Regions from separate parts of the Pan troglodytes genome. Here region 2 is linked to region 1. A link is a contact called in public HiChIP or PLAC-seq data. All regions are on one chromosome and are shown on one strand. The core of a region is the stretch at or near the end of the contact, and the rest is flanking DNA. Distances in the headings are between cores, read along the strand shown.

The links. HiChIP or PLAC-seq counts read pairs in DNA pulled down with a chosen protein or histone mark.
Region 2: an H3K4me3 HiChIP or PLAC-seq map of stem cell-derived excitatory neurons shows a contact between it and region 1, with 6 times the contacts expected there. The contact joins the promoter of TBKBP1 here to the promoter of OSBPL7 in region 1.

The regions. Positions count from the first base shown.
Region 1 is chr19:20,269,544-20,272,245 of NHGRI_mPanTro3-v2.0_pri, reverse strand. It overlaps OSBPL7 (oxysterol binding protein like 7), which reads right to left and starts at 1,345. Exons shown (of 23, transcript XM_016931563.3): 1 at 1,174-1,345.
Region 2 is chr19:20,397,108-20,399,807 of NHGRI_mPanTro3-v2.0_pri, reverse strand. TBKBP1 (TBK1 binding protein 1) reads left to right here and starts at 1,339. Exons shown (of 10, transcript XM_016931568.3): 1 at 1,339-1,379.

The DNA.
Region 1 (2,702 bases), core at 96-2,595:
AAGTCTGCCCCTCTGTCCCGACCCCACCCATTTTCACCTGATATGGACACTGCCCTGAGAGTGAACTAGCACACAGCAGACGGGCAGGTGCCCAGGGAAAACCACAAGACATATGCCCAGCCCCGCCTTGGGCACATACTCTGGGGCTCCAAGAAACATTCAGTGCTTTCTTTAGAGGCTTCCCTGGGAGTGCTCAGAGGTGAAGCAAGGGAGTGACAGAAGAGGCTCCAAGAAGAGACAGAGGGGTTCAGAGACTGGACAAGCGAGACCTCCTCAATCCAGCTGCCTCTGCCTTCAGGACCCCTCCACCCTGCCACGGTAGCTCAGAGACTTCTCTGCCATGATCTTGCAGAAAACTCCCCAGCCTCCCACCAATTAATCTCCATATTATCTAGTGCTTGGAGAAACTGAGGCCTGAGATAGCCCCCATTTTCCCATGTCTCCTCCCACCAAACATGCCCCTAGGATGCCCTCTTTGGACCCTCAGTGCCCCCTAAAGCCTCACCATCCCCTGTCTACCCTCACAGTCCTTGGGGCTCTGAGAAGTGCCACCCACCCAGAGAGGGCAGGACATTGGGCTAACGGAGATACTTCATGAGAGAAGAGGGGGCCTAGGACATGCCCAGGTCTGCACAGGTCCTGCAGCAGTGCCCACAGGCACCCTTGGCACTGGCCCTGGCCATCCTGGCTCCACCGGGAGATCAATAATGCATGAGGCTCTGCATGTGTGAGACGGGGGAGGGGACTGGAGGGGCGAGGCTGGTTTGAGGTGGGGGAAGCAGCCCAGATCTTCTAATGGAGCTAGCAAGCACCTGAGGAACTGAGGCCCAGAGGGGACAGGGATGTGGCAGGAACGGGTGCCCAGGAGGTTGGGGCAGAGGGACCCTTGCTGCAAGAGGCTGACCTGGGAGGAAACTCTTGCATTCAGCCATTGAAAGTTCTCAAACTCTTCCGGTGTTCAGGTATCTCTGGGCCCTTCTCCTGGCCCTGTGGGGATCCTGGCCCCTCACTGCTTGTGGGTAGAGGGGGAGGCTCTATCGGTAGGCAGGTGAAGGGTCTAGGTGAGCCAGGTGGGTGCCCCCTCTCCACCTCCATTCAGGAGCAGACCCACCAGCTTCAGGTGGGAGGGAGCTCTTCTCAGGAATGTCAGCTGCTGCCACGCAGCCCCCTTACCCCAGGGTCCATGGACGCCAGTACTCCTTGGCCCTCGCGCCGCTCTGCCTCTGAGTCACCGTCTCCGAGTCACCGGCTCCCTCCTCACCGCGCTGAGCAGTGGCAGCAGCTGCTGCAGGAACCAGGAAGGAAGGAGACGTCGGAGCCTCCCCTCTAGCCGGATCTCCCCACCTCCCTCTCCCCTGTCCCCTCCTCCCGCCAAGCTCCGGGCAGCCGCTCAGCTCTGCCCCCCTGCTCCCCGGAGGACTCAGGGCTGAGCAGACTGCCCTAGCATCGGTGTGGCTTGGGAGTGGGGGCACAGTCCCCGCTGGGCATGGTTCCAGATAGATCAGAGGACTGGGGAACTGTTGGCTGTATGCCAGTGGTGATAAAGGATTTATTCAGACTAGCATGGCAGTGACCCTGTTAGTACCCAAGGCCAATTCCTAATTAATCCCCGCCCCCTGCCTCTCATTTTACATCTGAAAATAGACTGCAAAATTTGGAGCCAGCAAAAGTATCAGGTTGATGGTGGAGGGACAGATGCCCCCTCTGGGACCATAAGAGAGTGCCAAGAGCACAGTCAGCAGGGGCAGTCAAGCCAGGAAAGGGACAGCCAGCAGTCCCCACACTGAGGCCCTTCATTGGGGTGATGCCCCACTAGGTCAGGCCCCATGGAGATCTGAAAGTGCTTGTGTGTACGAAGACACCCCACAGCCTGCAGTCTCTGATCAGGAGCAGGCCTGGGGCAGTCACAGCTGCTGTTAAAAGGGCTGCAATGCTGGTCCCCTCCCTTCCTTTTACCCTTCTGCTGGAGTACTGTGCCCAGCTGCTCAATTCTAATGAAAAATCGGCTCTTAACAAAGATCTAAAATTCATTCAAATGAATGTGGCATAGACCTACATTTTCAAGCGCAGCTAAGTTTTCTGGAAAGAAGTAGGTGGGGCCTCAGGTGAAGGATGTGATTCAAGTTTCTTCTCTGACTCCAAAAGTGACATAGGCCACTTATCCCTTCCACTTCATCCTCACCGAGCTTGGTTTACGTTTCAGGGTCTCACATATCTCTCGGGAACACCCACTGTCTTGCCTTTATTCAGAGCCTCAGCGCTGCTCCAGCCACCCCAGGAGGAGGGTGTTGTTAGCACCTGGCAGGGTTCTGGGAGGGACAGGAGCACTGGGCAGCACTGACCAGACAAGCTCTGGCATCCAGGAGCCTCAAGGGCCTTTTAAGCCACTTCCCAGTGATTGAACATCCCTGGGCATACAGCACAGGGCGAGGCACTGGGGGAAGCTGGTCCTGGCCCAGGCCACAAAAGAGCTGCTGCAGGTCAACCCTGCCAGACAGTGCCTGTCCAAGACTAAGGAAGCAGTGGCATTGCTTCAAGTCCGAGAAGGAATGTTGAACAGCCACCTTCCCCGGGTCACCCCTGCATCCACCCAGAATGTGCTCCAATCAAGGATGATGGTGGACTCCGAGTTAAGCATCCCGTCTCCTTTATTAGGAATTTCTGGTTCATGAAGACTTGCATGAGGCCTCCTACCCTAGAGC
Region 2 (2,700 bases), core at 90-2,589, 130 kb before region 1:
GAGGAGGAGGAAGGAAGCCACTGAGAATCCCCCCTTCTATGAAGAGAACGAGTCTAGAGCTCTGGCTGGCCCTCCTGGTAGAAGCTCACCTCTCAGTCCAATTTTCTCCCAGCAGTGAGGAAAGATGGCAGCTGCTGCTTTTCAAAGCTCAGAGAGAGCAAGAAACCTTTTCCTTCCATCCTCCCCCTCGGAGATTCCCACCCCCATCCCACCTCAGGAGCCAAAAAGGTAGGCTCAGGTTCCCAGCAGTCTTCGCAGCTAAGGCTGAATCTGCCAAAAGCCCCCGCCCAGCTTATCCCCTGCTTCCGGGCTTTGCCTCCCTGTCCACAGAGGATGCTCTTCAGCCAGACTGCTCCAGGGTTCCCCTGATCATTCTCTACCTGCAGCTAGGCTGACCATGCCTCTGTCCCCATTATTTAATCCACCAGGCAATACTCAAAATGACATCGTTAACACTTCCTGAGCATTCGCAGGCTGCTGTATTTAGTTCTGATCCCCATTCTTCCTCCATGAGAGTGCTTAGGTGGGGCATGATCTCCAGCTTAGAAAGGTTAAGGTAACTTGCCCAAGGTCACACAGCAGGAAAGTAGCAAAAAACTTGTTTCTCTTGCCCAGCAGTTTAGCAGGTGCTCAAATAATCTTTGTGCACAGGGTGACATCTGTTGTTTCTTCATTTCCCTGACCTGTGGGTACTTGAGGGTGGCCGGGGAGTGGTGTGTGGGGAGGGGGATGGCTGCCCTTCTTCATGAATGAATCTTTGACCTCCTTAGTTTACTCTCACTTCCAAAGAAGTTACAGCTTTAACTCTAATCTCTCTGTACCCTATGTTCAATGTATTTATCGCAGCAATGCCCCTTTTACCAAGAGCAACGAAGAGCAGGTCTAATGATTTCCTTCTCAAAAGCGCAAAGACCAAAAAAAAAAAAAAAAAAAAAAAAAAAAAAATCCAAATAAATAGCCCCACTTCCTCCCCAAATATACAGCCCATAACTAAACAACCAAAACAACCAAAGCATCAGCCGGGCCCCTGCACTGACCGCAGACGCCCCCAACACACGCCACCACGCCACACTGCGCCGGGAGGCGTCGGGGAGGGGGCGCCAGCGCGGGCCGCTGGCGCCGCAGGGAGCCGGTGGGCTCCGGGCGCGCTGCCAGGAAGGGCCGCACCGTGGGGGCCGCCGCCTCTCGCCACGTGGTGGTGGCAGCGGCGGGGTCCGGGGCGCCTTCCCAGCTGGAGAAACCTGGAGCAGCCGGGGAGGAGGCGGAGGAGGCGGCGGCGGCGGAGGAGGAGCGGGGCGGACGGGAGGGAGGGGGTTGGGGGGAGGGGTGGGGGGTGGGGAGAGACCCGGCGGCGGCGACAGGGCGAGGAGCAGAGCGCGGTACCAGGGGGGTGGGGGCACTGGTGCCCGTTTGGGGAGGGAGCAGGCGGAGGGGGTAAGCTGCGATTACAAGCAGGAACCGGCAGCAGCTGTGAGTCCCCGGCTGGGGCTAGGGCTGGGGGAGGGGAGCGGCGCCCGGGCCGGGCCCCAGGGGTCGCGGGGTAGGCAGGAGGAGGCGGCAGGAGGGCGGCTGGCAGCCGCACGGGATGGCTGGGAGGGAAGGGGTCCGGTGTCGGCCGCCCTCATCCCCTCGCGTCCCCCTCCGCCGCCGTTCCTCAGGCCGCGCCACTCCCGGAGCCCCTTCCCCGGCCCCCAGAGGGTGTCCGGGGGCCCAGGGCTCGGCCGGTTGTGGGGGAGGGGGCTGCGTGGTCTTGGCCCCCGAGAGGGGAGGGGCGACAATTTCTGTCGGCCGAGCGAAAGGGGTTTAAAGGGCGGCTCTTAAAGGGGCCGCAGGAGGGGCCCGGGCAGACAGAGGCACTCACCCCTTCCCCAGCCGCCTTCCATTGCGCTCACCCGGGCGCTGGGCCCAGAGAGGAATGCGGAGGAAGGAGGCATTTGTGGGGCGGCCTCGGGGGCAGAGCCCCGCCAGCGGGGTGGGCGCAGAGGGGCGGGCGGGGGTCTGGGGGGGTGTGGTAAGCGCTGGCGCGCGGAGCTGGGAGGAGGGGATGGCGTGGGAAGGAGAGGGTTAAAGGTGGGGCCGGCCCTACAAACGCGCGCACACACTCCTTACTCAGACCCAGTCACTCGCGTTTCCCTGGCACTTAGATGGGCCTGTGGGTGGCGGAGGGGGGGGGGTGGATTGAATTGGAGCCTGCGCCGGAGCCCTTTGCACCCCAAGCTCCTGCAGCCCGACCTGGGGGCCCCGCTGTCTGAACTCACAGCTCCCTGCCGAGCCCCCTCTCCGGGGTGCACATAACGCTCCAGCGCGCGCACACACCTCGGACAGTCCCCTCGCGTCTCACGTGACACGCGGCCCGAACGTGCCACCCTGCCCACGCGCTCACGCACGCGTGCACACACCAGCCTCCTGGTCGCTGCCCCACTCCGTCCCGACGCCCCTGCGACCCCGAAGGCACTCATTGACTGACACACCTACACTCATTCACAGACGCACACTCCCCCCATACGCCAACCCCAGACACACATTCATAACCAGGCCCGAGAGAAGTACACACGCACCCCCTCACTGCCTACTCCTGCTTTCGGGAGCCTGAGTCATTCCTGCCCCCTCGTAGGGTTCCCCATTTCCCGGTGCGCGGGCACCCTGAGACGGCCTTGGGAATTCGTTCGCGTCCCCTTCCACCTGGGTCCCCTTCCCCAG